Linked DNA regions of Mus musculus: region 2 is linked to region 1. A link is a contact called in public HiChIP or PLAC-seq data. All regions are on one chromosome and are shown on one strand. Each heading gives the region's core, a stretch centred on a gene start, on an enhancer-like site or on the middle of the called end of the contact. The rest is flanking DNA. Distances are from core to core; before and after follow the strand shown.

The links. HiChIP or PLAC-seq counts read pairs in DNA pulled down with a chosen protein or histone mark.
Region 2: an H3K4me3 HiChIP or PLAC-seq map of bone marrow-derived macrophages shows a contact between it and region 1, with 3 times the contacts expected there. The contact joins the enhancer-like site here to the promoter of Crlf3 in region 1. A contact is called at or near these places in 7 of 39 promoter capture datasets (the C10 cell line, the HPC-7 cell line, liver and 3 more), 1 of 15 datasets of contacts at CTCF or cohesin (the NIH/3T3 cell line), 12 of 484 Hi-C or Micro-C datasets (Th1 cells, bone marrow-derived macrophages, conventional dendritic cells and 7 more), 14 of 115 datasets of contacts at active chromatin or transcription factors (the HPC-7 cell line, the SCID.adh cell line, bone marrow-derived macrophages and 3 more) and 4 of 9 other capture datasets (adipose tissue, liver, macrophages and 1 more).

Annotation. Positions count from the first base shown.
Region 1 is chr11:80,077,501-80,084,478 of GRCm38.p6, forward strand. It overlaps Crlf3 (cytokine receptor-like factor 3), which reads right to left and starts at 3,491. Exons shown (of 8, transcript NM_018776.2): 1 at 3,284-3,491. The coding sequence starts at 3,412.
Region 2 is chr11:80,158,619-80,165,691 of GRCm38.p6, forward strand. It overlaps Adap2 (ArfGAP with dual PH domains 2), which reads left to right. Exons shown (of 11, transcript NM_172133.1): 4 at 1,545-1,624; 5 at 3,530-3,642; 6 at 7,055-7,073. Among named protein-coding and RNA genes, the nearest start is that of Adap2, 8.0 kb to the left of the region's middle. Within about 2 kb of position 4,948, at least 27 of the 459 cell types and tissues checked have an H3K27ac peak or open chromatin away from gene starts, as enhancers often do. A contact at or near this core is called in the HPC-7 cell line, adipose tissue, bone marrow-derived macrophages and 2 more, where this site is marked.

The sequences.
Region 1 (6,978 bases), core at 2,241-4,740:
TGGGTGTTTTGCCTCTATGTGTATGTGTGTGTACACAATGTGTGTACAATGTGTGTGCCTGGTGACGATGGAGGCCAGAGAGGGTGTAGAACTGGAGTTACTGGGGTCTGTGAGCTGCCATGTATGTGGGTGCCGGGAATTGAACCCCCATCCTCTGGAAGAACAGCCAGTTCTCTTAACCTCTGAGCCGTCCCTCTAGCCCTATGGCTAAACAAATTTATAAGTAAGCTAAAAAACACTGAATGAAAGCTGGGCATGGTGGCACATGGGAGGCAGAGGCAGGCGGATTTCTGAGTTCAAGGCCAGCCTGGTCTACAAAGTGAGTTCCAGGACAGCCAGGGCTACACAGAGAAACCCTGTCTCGAAAAACCAAAAAAAAAAAAAAAAAAAACAAAACCCAAAAAACAACCAAAAAAAAAAAAAAAAAACACTGAATGAATTTCTTGACGTGAATTTGATTTCAATTTAAAAAAACAAAACATCATGGGCTGGGGAAGTGGCTCAGCGGCAAAGCATTTGCTTGGTATGCATAAGGCCTTGGATTCTATCTCTCAAAATAAGTGTAAAAAAAAAAAACAAACAACAGTAAAAGCAGGTAAAAAAATATACCCAGTGCAGCCTCCCTTCCTCCTTGCTCTTCTCACCCTTCCCAAAGCAGCGTTTTTACTCAAAAGCCATCTATCTGGTGGTTCACGATCTACAAATGACTGGAACTCTAAGAATATCCTAGCCACCACGCAAAGGCTCCTGCTTATTTGATAACGTTTTTTGTAGCACAGACCTTTCTTTAAACCCGACTGGACAGGGGCCTAATTCTACAAATCTGAACAAGCACAATGGGCTAGAAGTAGCTGTGGTAACTTGAAACTGGAACAAAACAGACTCCAGCTGAAGAGGAGACTGACACCACTATTACTTAGCATAAGCAGTACCGCCGTCACCAAAAATCTAAACTGTGATGAATGCGCTGTGTCGAGCAGGAGACGAGGGCTCTCAAAAAGAAAACAAATGAAAACCACAGTGAACCAAACTCATTATCAGAGTATGTTCTGAATTTAAATTATTGGATTCAAAACTTAACTGTTCAAGAGGTAGTGAGTGCAGTTTCCCAGTAAGTCTAAAGCACTGGATTCCATCACCAACACAATGGATAAAGAAATAATAAGTAAATGTAAAATGAAAGAATATAAGTTTAACTTTCCTTTTCAGGGCTGTAGATCGATTAGGCAAGTATCACGGAGCCATAATCATACATCTAGGTTTGGCAAATGAACATCTAACTATCTAGGGTGGGAATCACTCAAAAACTGCACTCAACACACACACAAGACATTAATAAGTACTACACCCAGTGCTTACCTCATTCTTCTAGTGCCAACCCTAATGCCTCTTAATTGCTGAGGGAGCTGAACAACAGCCATGCTCGTGTGTAAGATATATGAACTGGCTGACACATTAGTCATTTATTACAGGGTACTTTAGCCAAGAATGGTGGAAACATGCCTGTTATCCCAGTACTCCAGAGGCTGAGGCTGGAGGATTTCCAGCTGTTGCCAGCCTTGGTTGGCTACATGGTGAGTCCCAGGATAGCCTTGGCTACTTAGCAAGATCTTGTTTGTTTGTTTGTTTTAAAAAAAAAGGAGATGGCTCAGTGGTTAAGGGCACTGATTGCTCTTCCAGAGGTTTTGAGTTCAATTCCCAACAACCACATGGTGGCTCACAACCATCTGTAATGGGATCTGATGCCCTCTTTTGGTGTGTCTGAAGATATCAACAGTGTGCTCATATATAAAAAAATAAATAAATTTAAAAGAAAAAAAAAAACCTGAGTGGTGGAGGCTAGCAAATATTTGAGTTCAAGGCCAGCCTCGTCTACAAAGCAAGTTCCAGGACGGTCAGAGCTACACAGAGAAACCCTGTTTCAAAAAAAATAAATGAATAATTAAAAAATTAAAATTTAAAAATGTTCGAGGGGGTGGTGTGGGAGGTGACTAAGATAAAATACACTGTATGCATACATGAAATTCACAGACTAAGCAGTACTATATAAAAGAGGGTATTTTAAACCTTTTTTTTTTAAATCCTAGATTTTCAACATTTATTTCAAAATAGCAGAAGGAATAATGCAGATTCTTTCCAAAGGAAATCCAGATGTCTGCATTGGAAGACCTTGAAAGTATTCACCAAATCAGGTTTAAATCATAAGTCGTATCTGGATTCTGATCCTAGTTCTAGCTCAACTGTTGATGCCTGGCCTACACCAGCTCTAGAGAGGTTTAAATTATTAGCAATGACAATATTCGAAGATTATCGCAGCACTACTTCACCATTTTCTGCTTCGGCACAGCAGCACTGGAGTTACCAGTGTGACGGTACCCTACAAAACTAGGCCTAGAGAAATTCTAATGAATTTCCATTTCCTCAAAAAGCATTAACTAAAGCACTTAATAGTAATGTGAGGATTATCTATCTTATCTAGCATTAGCAGGGGCTTATATCTTTTTCTGTATACCTTTGAGAGTGGAGAGGAGCCATGTGGCTTTCCGCTATCTCTGTTCGACCTTTCCTTGTGGAGAGATAACTGCAGTACTTGAAAGTGTATTTAGCCTCTTCTATTACCAGTCCTCTCTTAAAATCTGTTTTTCCATTTCCCTTCACCTTTGTATACCCTCCCTGAAACATCTTGTTTTGCTCCTTCTGCCCTTCAACATCCTTCACCTTCAGTTCTAGCCTGTCTAGAGATTACTCTAAAAGGTTGTTCAAGGCGTTCGGGATCTTGTGAGATGTTCAAATAACAACCCCCCCCCCCCCCCGTCCCCATTCATTCGGCATTAAGGTCACTGCTGCTCAACCTCTCCATTTCTCCTTACTTCTTCCCTCTCCCTCTACTTCGTCTCCACCTTTACTGTCCCCAGGTCAGTGCCCTCAGGCTTTCTAAACCGAGTTATCTGTCGCAGGTTTCCCCTGACTATGCCCTCTTCCTCCCAACTCTCTTTTCCGATCTTCACTCTGCGATCCCTCGGGTTTTGCTCCCGTGGTTCATCCTCGGACACCACCCCTACGCTCACCAAGTGCCCCGCGAGGCGGCTCAGGAGCGCTCCCCAAACTCTTTCTCAGTCCGCCAAACTTATCTTTCCCTTGAAGAACTCTGCAGGACCCACCTCCCCATGTCACGTCTCCCACAGGTCTGCGACCCACTTCCTCTGCTGAGCCTCGGGGCGCCCCCGCCGCGCGCGCCCACCCTCCGGCCCGCGCCCTCTAAGGCCCGCAGCGGCCCTCCGACCTGCCTCTGCGCCTCCCGCAGCCCCTGCAGCCGCTGGCCCAGCTCCCGCCGGTAGCTCTGCGCCGCCTCCACGTTCTCGCGGGCTTCCTGAAGCAGCACCTCGGGCTCCGGCTCCATCGCGCCCTTCATCTGGTCGCGCGGCCCGCCGGATTCCCGACTGCGCCTAGCTCCCGCGAGCGACCCCGAGCGGCCTCGCGCAGCGGAAGCGCCGCCCCGCCCTGCCCTGTCCTTCACGCCCCGCCCCCGCTGCCGCTTGATTGACAGACGCCGGGGGGTGGGGGTGGGGGGGACACAGGCACTAATGGCGCCTTGGTCTGAGTGAGTGAAACCTGCTGCGCCGTCTGCTCAGCTCCTCCTCCGGCCTCTTTGCTGCGCCCGCCTGGACACTTCCTCAGGAAACAAGTGGAGGCTAGAGTAGAAACACGTGAACACGTCTCTAAGTGCTTCCCACTTCTTATCTTACTGCACTACTTATCTGCCCTGCACAGTGGAGGAAGTGGAGGGACACAGAGGGGGGATCTACTCTCCTAAACTCAGTGCATGATCTCCAGGGCCGAGGCTACAGCTCTGGGCCTTAAATCGTCGCTGTACTACCTTCCTAGTAAATGCCAGCTGAGGCGGGAATTTTGGGAGGATACTTGACCCAGGCGCCACTACCTAGATACTCTTAGGAGGGAGGTGAAAGAGAGAGAGAGGCCCAAGTGATGACCAGCTGTACAGCAATCTTGGCAGAAGGCCAAGGCGAATGATGGCACGTTTTCTTCGGTAAGGGCCTCCCGATAAATATCTGCTGGCATGTGATAAAGTGTATGTTTCGCTGTATTAAGTAAATGGGTGTGACCATGTATAGTAAAAACAAGAGGAGCCGCTTGCTCCTGTGTTTCAGCCCTAAGAGAGGCCGGGGAAGGAGGGTTGCTTGGAATGGGGAGCAAAAAAGGCAGATTGGACAACAAGGATGTAAAAATAAACCTTTCAATACAGAATTTTAGATATGGCATAATAACTTTCACGTGTCACAACATGGTCTTTGTAATTTTCCCCCCAAACTATTAAAACGGTAAAAAGTGATCTGCTGAAAAGCCACACTAAAACTGGTTGGATTTGAGTCCTTAAATGAGCCATAAGCCCAAGGTGTGTAAATTGTCCTCAGCAGGATCAGACACGGTACAGGATTGTCTCAGGATTATGCAATGGATCTGTATTAGAGGCCAGATCGAAGATGTTCCAGGTCAGACTGTTCTTCCCACATGGGCGAAACATAGGGGCATACCCTCTACTCCCAGCTCTTGGGAAGATCTGGAACTCAGAACAGTTATCTGGTTGTTACGTAGTGAGTCTGGGAGAAACGTGAGTGATATAAAACACTGTCTGGAAAAAAAAAAAAGACACTTTCAAAAGTAGGGAGGGGGAGTTCCAGGCCAGCCTGGTCTATAAATAAATAAATAAATAAATAAAGTGGGGAGGGGAAGGAAGAGAGGAGAAGAAGAAATAAAAGAATACTTGAAAATAAGGAAAACAGCTGGGCAGTGGTGACAAACCCCTTTAGTCCCAGCCAGTGACAGGTAAATCTTTTGAGTTTGAGGCCTAAAGACTGAGTTCCACAATGGCCAGGGCTACACAGAGAAACCGTAATCTTCAAACAAACAAACAAACAAAAAATGAATAAATAAAATAAGAAAGTAAAGAAAATAGAAGGAAGCCCTTTTGAAAGAAAAATGGAGAGAGTGGCCAGAAGAGCTGTTTTTATCCTAAAGATAACATAGCCTAATACTTAGTAAATAGTTGGTATCTGCTAAATGAATTAAGGCATTAACCATGCGAGTAGAAAACAGTAGGACAAAGTAGGAAAGACAAACTTAAGGATAGGAGTAGGAGGAGAGTCTAATAAATATATGGACAAGAGTTGCTGAAAAGATAGAACAGAATACTATATTTGCAGGTAAAGTTTGGAAGGAACTACAGAGATGCCTCAGTGGTTAAGAGCTTTGATTGTTCCTCCTGGGGAGCCAGGTTAGATTCCCAGCACTGACATGGTAACTCAGGACTGTCTCTGATTCCAGTCATGGGGAATCTGACCGTCTTTTCTGGCTTTTGAGAGTACCAGGCATACACATAGTGCACATACATACATGCAGGCAAAACACTCATAAAATAAAATAAAAATCATGTTTTGGGGCTGGAGAAATGGCTCAGCGGTTAAGAGCACTGACTGCTCTTCCAGAGGTCCTGAGTTCAATTCCCAGCAACCATATGGTGGCTCACAACCATCTGTAATGGGATCTGATTCCCTCTTCTGGTGTGTCTGAAAAACAGCAACAGTGTACTCACAAAAATAAAATAAATAAATCTTTAAGAAAAAAAAATCATGTTTTAATGATCAAGGGCCAGCCAGGCAGTAAGGGTACATGTCCTTGATCCCATCACTCAGGAGGCAGAGGCAAGTGGATTTCTCAGGTTCAAGGCCAGCCTGGTCTACAGAGAGAATCTTGGGGGGGGGGGGGAGCAAGGGCCTCAGAGTGCAGGATAAGCACTACCTTAGCCAGGCATGTTGACATAAGCCTGTGATGCCAGCACTCAGAACACTGCTGAAGTAGCAGGCTCCATTGAGGCCAGCCTGGGCTACATATATAGCATGCTAGGCCAGTCTGAACTACCCACTAAGATCATATTTCAAACAGCCAAGAGTTATGCTACTAATGTAGCTCAGAGGTAGAGTGTTTGCTTAGTGTCTTAACTACTGTTCTATTGCCATAGAGACATCACGACTAAGGCAACTCTTATAAAAGAAAGCATTTAACTGAGGGCCTCCTTATACTTTCAGAGGGTTAGTCCATGATCATCATGGCAGGGAACTGTGGCAACAGGGAGGCTGGCATAGCACTGGGACAGTTGCTGAGAACTCATATCTGGTCCATAAATTGCAGGCAGAGAGTGAGACTGGGCCTGGAGTGAGCTTTTGAAATTACAAAGCCCTCCCCTTTGTGACGCACCTCCTCTAACAAGGCCACACCTCCTAATCCTTCCCAAATAGTCCACAAACTAGAAAGTAAACCCTGAAATATCTGAGCCTATGGGGGCCATTCTTATTCAAACCACCACACCTAGTATGTCCAAGGCTCTAGGTTCAGTGTCTAGCCCCTGCAAATACAAACACAGAAGGGCATGGGGGAGGCATGTGCACTGTCATTTATAAACCAATATCTTAGGGAAAGAAATGATAAGCAGGCCATGGATCCACCTTATATAGCTTAAGATAATGAAGAGCTTGGCATATGCTTAATCCTCAAAAATGTTTATTCAGTAAAATGAATATATATATATATATGTGTGTGTGTGTGTGTGTGTGTGTGTGTGTGTGTGTATGTGTATGTATATATATGTGAATGATGAAGAAAAAGGTAAATAAGAAAATACCTATGGCATTAATATAATTATGATAATGATAAAAGAGGCTTGAATTAGGATGGTGACCATTAGTGAGATCTGACAGTTAGAAAGAAGGGAACATTTAGTCAAACAGTCCAAGAGAATAGTAGGGCGTTGGCAATAAACTTGGTAAAAACCAGGGCTACTTAACTGTTTGGGATTTTTGTTTCTAAGCCTTGTAGCCTTGGCTGACCTGGAACTTAATATGCAGACCAGGCTGGTCCTGAACTTGAGGCAATCTTCCTGCCACTGCCTCTTGAGGTTGCAGG
Region 2 (7,073 bases), core at 3,698-6,197, 83 kb after region 1:
GGAGTTGGGGGTTGAGACAAGTCCGGACTACAGTATGGCACGATCCTATTTCAAAACAATATCAGCAAAGGTCTGCAAGATGGCCTGGTGGGCAAAGGCACCTGCCGTTAAGCCCAAAAGCCCAAGTTCCATTTTTGAAATCTGCACGAAGGAAGGAGAGAAATGATTCCCACAGTGTTCTCTGACTTCCACACGTGCACTGTGGAGTGAACAGTTAGGCACATACATATGCACACAAAATAAATAAATGTATATTTTTTTTATAAAAGAGGAAACAAGAGGGAAGAAAAAGAAGAAGATCATAATACCAGGAGCTCAAACATGACCAAGGAAAAGGAGAAGGATGGAGAAGCCACACCGGGGACTCATGTGTGACTGGGTCTATACTCTCATGGCTCTTGTCAGCCATCTTTCTCTCAGGCTGACTAATAACTGCAGCTGGCCGCGAATCCTCTTGCAGGTGCTTGCTGTCCTGCCCAGCAAGCACCAGGGAGGGCTTCCAGTCGGTCTCTAACTTTTGGCCTATACAGCTCAGAGCAACCCAGAGCTCCAGGTGACCTGTTTGGGTCAGATGTACAGTTCTAGGTCACTCCTGTGCCCAGGCCATTCAGTCCTAACCTTTGGACCACGTACCTGGAAAAGATAAGAAGGAACAAACAATGGAGACAGGTTTGCGCTCAGCTGCACAGTTTCACAGCAGTCAAGAATAACATTTGATCAAGGTTAGCAGTAAGAACCTGCCGTGAGCCTGGTGTTGGGAAGCATACCTTCTAACTGTCTGGTAGGCAGAAGCAAGCGGTTCTCTGTGAGTTCATGGCCAGCCAACATAGTAAGTCACTGTCAAACAAACAACCCACTGTACTTTGTGTTGAATGTAGTGCTGGGCTCTTTACATAGGAATGACTCTAGGGAAGGCAGGTTTATTACTGCCTGATATAAAACCAGATATGGTGGCATACATCTGTAATCCTAGCACTTGGTGGCATGGGGGGTATGGGGTGGAAGCAGGAAGATCATGAGTTCAAAGTCAATCTCAGCTACTCTAGATACCTCAGGGTCAGCCTGGGATAGGCTAGACCTCATTTCAAAAGACATGAAACAGAAAGTTGAGTCAGTTTGCTCTATTCAGTGTGGTGGGCCAGAGTTCATCAGTAGATCCGGGACATTTACTGCTCAAGTTCCCAAGCTGGTGGTGGGGGCAGGTTAAGTATCCAGGGAGCTGATATCTTCATCATTGATTCAGAGGGTTGAGGGTCAGTCTAGTGTTTCTCAAGAAGACGAATTTCCCTGGTGTGTTATCTGGAGAGCAGAGGCTACTTAGGAGATAGAAACCAGAGGTCTAGCTGAATATTCCATAGAGCACAGGACACCCGACTTCCACTACAGAGAACCATCCAGCACTAATGTTAACTATCCTAAGGAGGAGAACCTCTGGGTATCTTGAGACAGCAGCTCCTGGGTTGTCCCCACCCTCTGCTGCAGAGTCTGGGAAGTCACTGTGGGAAGACACTGAAGACACAACTAACCAAAAATTCTCTTTTTAGGGTCTTAAAGGAACAATGGATTCGAGCTAAGTATGAAAGACAGGAGTTTACGGCTATTGACAAAGCTGTCTCACATCCAGGTAAAGTTACTGTTTTGTATGTATGTATGTATGTATGTATGTATGTTTGTTTGTATATATGTATGTATGCATGTATATGCACCACATGTATGCAGTGCATGCCAGGGCCAGGACAGGGTATTAGATCCCCTGGAGTTGTGACAGTTTTGAGCCATGTGAATATAGCAGGGATTTGAACCTGGATCCTCTGAGAGAGAAGCCAATATTCTCAGCCACTGAGACATCTCTACAGCCCAAAAGTTACCATCTTAATGTTTTGAGGTCTGTGTTCTGGTTGGGTTTTGTTTGTTTGTTTGTTTGTTTTTTGTTTTCTTCGAGACAGGGTTTCTCTGTATAGCCCTGGCTGTTCTGGAACTCACTTTGTAAACCAGGCTGGCCTCAAACTCAGAAATCTGTCTGCCTCTACCTCCCAAGTGCTGGGAGTAAAGGCGTGTGCCACCACTGCCCATCGACAAAGGTCTTGAAGGACCTCAGCTTCCAGGATTTCTAGGAGTACAAATTATTCCCCAACTAATAGATGTCTTAAGAATCACTCTTTTTTTTTTTAAAGAATTATTTATTTATTTAATGTATAAGTACACTGGTCTTCAGACACACCAGAAGAGGGCGTCAGATCCCATTATAGATGGTTGTGAGCCACCATGTGGTTTCTGGGAATTGAACTCAGGACCTCTGGAAGAGTAGTCAGTACTCTTAACCTCTGAGCCATCTCTCCAGCCCGAAGGATCACTCTTATACTCTTAAACTTGGCATATGTCAATGTCAAAGTTGGCTATATACATACATACATACATACATACATACATACGTACATACATACAGCCTCACTATATATCTCTGACTTGATTGAAACTCTTAATGTATCCCAGGCTGGCCCTAAACTCATAAAGACCTGTTTCTGCCTCCTGAGTGCTGGGATCAAAGGTTGTACTACCACACATTCCCTTCATTCTTTTGAGGCAAGGTCTCATCTATCTCGGGGTGGCCTTGAACTCATGAACTCACTGTATAGCCAAGGATGACCTTGAATTCCTGCTCCTCCTGCTTCTACCTCCAGAATGTTAGGATGAGAGCCACCAGTACGGGCCTTATGCAATGCTGGGGGCTAAATCCAAAGCTCCTTGCGTGCTATAAGAGACTCTGCCAGCTGAGTCACAGTCCCCAGCCCAGGCCCTCCTTCAGAGTTAGTCCTGTCTCTCAATACTTGGGCTTCTTAAGAATTTTTTCTTTCTTTCTTTCTTTTTCCCCCCTCTCTTTACCCCTCCCCTCTCCTCCCCTCTTCTCTGTCTTTCCCTGTTTTTTTTTTATTAAATTTAAAAAAATCTTTATTTTTATGTGCATGATTGTTTAGCCCAAAAGTATGTATGTGCACCACATGTAATACTGGTGCCCTCAGAGGTCAGAAGAGAGTGTCTGATCCTCTGGAATTGGAGCTATGGATGTTTGTGAGCCACCATGTGTGTGTTGAGAATGGAACCTGGATCCTTTGCAAAATAGCAAGTGCTCTTAACTGCTGGGCCATTTCCCTAACACTTTTTTTCTTTGTTTGTTTTTTTGTTTTTCTGTGACAAGGTCTTGCTATGTAGCCAAGTCTGGCATTGAACTCATAACTGCTCCCTTTCCTCAGCCTAAATCCTGGGATCCCAGGCCCCGTTACCCCTGCCTTCTTCTCAGGAAGCAGTGGGACCTCGTGGAGAAATGAAGAAGAAGGGTTTTGCACAGTGGGGGGAGACTGAAATCATATAAAGTGCCCCAGATAGGACCTGTGTCCCGCACCTGAGAGGGACAGATCAGACTGGCTACATTCCAGCGGTGGGTAGAGGCTCTTCTACACTCAGTCCCTTGAGCCTCAGGTTAGCTTATTTATTTGACTTCATGGCTCATTTCTTGCCCTTGGTGGTTAAGGTAACCGAGAAGGGTTCCTGTGGAAGCGAGGACGGGACAACGCACAGTTCCTGAGAAGGCGGTTTGTCCTTCTGTCGAGGGAAGGCCTCCTGAAGTACTACACCAAGGAGGAGGTAAGAGGCCAGGCCGCCTGTGTCTCTCAGGAGCAGCCCTGGCAAGGATGATTTTTCTCCTACTTCTCCTTGGCTACCATCAACCCAGCCCGCCAGCAGCCACACTTTGGTCACTCAAAAGTCAGCTTAGTTTGGTCCATTTCACATTGTCGTTGTTCTCTAATTTTTTTTTTTTTCTTTTTCTTTTTGCCACAAAGTCTCACTATGTAACCCTTACTAGTCTGGAACTTACTACTTAAATCAGGATGGCCTTGAACTCATAGAGAGCCCTCTGAGTGCTCAGATTATAGGACTGGGCCACCACACCTGGCTAAAAACAATTTTAATTGAGATATATTTACGTATTTGGTTTACTCATTTAAATGAGGCTGGGCAAATGACTTGTGACACTAATCCCAGCATTTGGGAGGCAGAAGCAGGCTACACTCTGTGAGTTTGAAGCTAGCCTGGTCTACATAGTGAGTTCCAGGACACCCAGGGCTGTATGGTGAGACCTTGCTTAATAAATAAATAAATATTAAACAAATAAAATAAAAGTAAACTCCCTCTCTCTTGCCCACTGCCCTGGAGAACCCCATGGTCAGTCAGTCAGGAGTCTACTTGTTCTATTTTTTCTTCTTATGATGCTAGGGACTGAGTCCAGGGTTTGATGCAGGCTGGACATCGCTCTATCATCCCTAGCACAGCTGGCTCAAGCCTCTTTAAGGCACAGACGCTGTTTGCTTCAATGCAAAAGTGATTGTTGCTGGGTGTTGCTTGGTGCCACCTGCCTTTAATCCCCATGCCCCCAAAATAGAAGCTCATGGGTATCTATGAGTTCCAGGCCAGCCTGATGGACACAGTGAGTTCCAGGCCAGCCTGGGCTGACTGCATGGTGACTTTCAGGCCATCCTGGGCAATATAGCAAGCCCTGTCTAAACAAGGGCTGGAGAAATGGCTCAGCAGTTAAGAGCACTTGTCGCTCTTGCCAAGGACTCTGGTGTGGTTCTCCACACCCACCTCGTGGCTCAGAACCACCCCTAACTCAAGTTCCAAGGGACTCAACTCCCTTCTCTGAACTCCCACGCATCAGGCATGTACCTAGCACACAATACCTTCATGGAGGCAAAGCAGTTCCACACATAAAACAAGATAAACCTAAAAATAAATCAAAACCAAACCAAACAAACAAATAAAAGAACAACATTGCCAAGCCTTCAAAAGGCCAGGCCAGGAACTCTATGCTACAGGGTCAAGACAAATCATGCATCCAGCCTTCCTTACAGGGAGGGATACAGTTCTACATCCTCCTGGGGACGACTGGGCGAGAAGGAAGTGGTGAGGGTATCTTTGGAGGCCAGCTACCACAGTGAGCCCTGGGGCGGTCCAGTGTTAGAGAACAGAGGGAAAACAAAAAAACAAAAAACCGAAAAGTGCTAACAAAGTTGAATGTGAAGGAGCAGCAGAGGGACGAGCTCTGAGCTCGGTAGCTCGACCTTGAGGCATTTGGTCTGTGTGTTTCCCTGATGTTCTCCTAGAGGAGGAGACAGTTCTAGAAGGGCAAGCTGGTATGTCCTGGACTGAGGGCAGAGTGTAAGGGGGGAAAGTGGGGGCCAGATGCTTTTAAATCCTGACTGCTTTTTCCAAGGGAGGAAGAGAAACTTTCCTGTGGTCAGGCAGGGCCCAAACCCCACTGGTGGCTGGTGGCTGTAACTTGGTCTCCATGACAGGGTCTCCTCCTTGGCTGGATAAAGGTTATTTGATTTTCAGTCTCAGTCCAGTCCAGTATGTTGTGTTTTAAAGGCAGTGGGGGTGACAGCAGCCTGTCTTCACTTTTGCACAATTTTCTTTCAAGATGGGGTCCTGCTGTGTAGCCCCTGTGGGCCATTAACTCTAACTCAGTTGTCCTGCCTGGGTTTCCTGTGTGCTGAGATTACAGGATTGCTCTCCATATGAGTCTTTTCTTTTCTTTCTTTTTCTTTTTCTTTTTTAAATATTTTTCCCCAAATAGAATTTTTTTTAATTATGAAAGTAACTCATTTTTATGTAAAAATTTTGGATTGTGCAAAGAATTAAGCTAAACAGAGTCACAATTTCTCTGGAGGTTGAGGCAGGAGGAGTTGCAGCCCAAGAGTTAAAGACTAACCTGGGCAGTCACGCATGATGGCACATGCCTGTAATCCCAGCACTCGGGGGGCCAAGGCAGGCAAACCTCTGAGAGTATGAGGCCAGCCTGGTCTACAGATCAAGTTCCAGGACAGCAAGGGGTTCACAGAGAAGCTCTGTCTGAAAACAAAAACAAAAACAGCAACAAAACAAGAGAAGAGAGAACTTTAGTTTAGCCCAATTCTAAAAAGAAAAAAGAAAACCCACAAAACTAAATTTCCTCTTACAATTAACTAAGGAAATGATAATATAAGTGAGAATTAACTGCTGCTCAGCAATGAAGAGGGATGAAGTAGGGTTTAGAGAGATGGCTCAACAGCTAAGAGCACATGTTGCTCTCCCAGAGAACCCAAGTTTGGTTTCCAGCACCCACATTAGGTGGCTCACAACCTCCTGTACTCCGGGGCATCTCACGCCCTCTTCTGTCTTCTGAGAGCATTGTATACACATGGTGCACATAGATATAAACTCAGGTACACAGACATACACACAGTATAAATATCACAAGCTTCCAAAATGGATATCAGTAGCAATATTACACTATAGGTAAAAATTTTAAACATTTTCTAGCAAAAAAAAAATCGTATACAAGAATAATAGAAGGACTTGGGTATAGCTTAGTGACAGGTTATAAATAAGTAAGTAAACAAACAAACAAACAGATAAATAGAAAAAGGGAGCTGGAGGTGTCCCTTAGTGGTAAAGCACTTGTCTAGCAAGCTCAAGGTCCAGGGCTTGGGATTTAAATTTGTGGGGTTTGTTTGTTTATTTTTTGAAATATTTATTTATTTATTATATGTAAGCACACTGTAGCTGTCTTCAGACACTCCAGAAGAGGACATCAGATTTTGTTACAGATGGTTGTGAGCCACCATGTGGTTGCTGGGATTTGAACTCAGGACCTTTGGAAGAGCAATTGGCACTCTTAACCTCTTAACCACTCAGCCATCTCTCCAGCCCTTAAATTTGTGTTTTAAAACTTATGAGCCAGAGAAGAGTTCAGTATGACTCCTGCTGGTGCAGGGGCATCTGTTGGTCCTCCCACCACGTGTCCTCCAAGGAGCTGATGTCTGGCTATTTATTTCACACGAGTGCTCGGTTTGCTCCAGGAAAGGTTCTGTGGCTAAAATGTGTGAACAGCCCCGTTCCAGCTCAGGGGCTATCAGAGCAGCCCAGGGTTATGTATTAGGGGCTGGCTTGTACTGAAGCCCTTGGCAGGAAGGCACCTGCTGCCATCGGTATCTTGAGGATCCTTTCTCTCTTCTAGGGTAAAGCCCCAAAGGCTG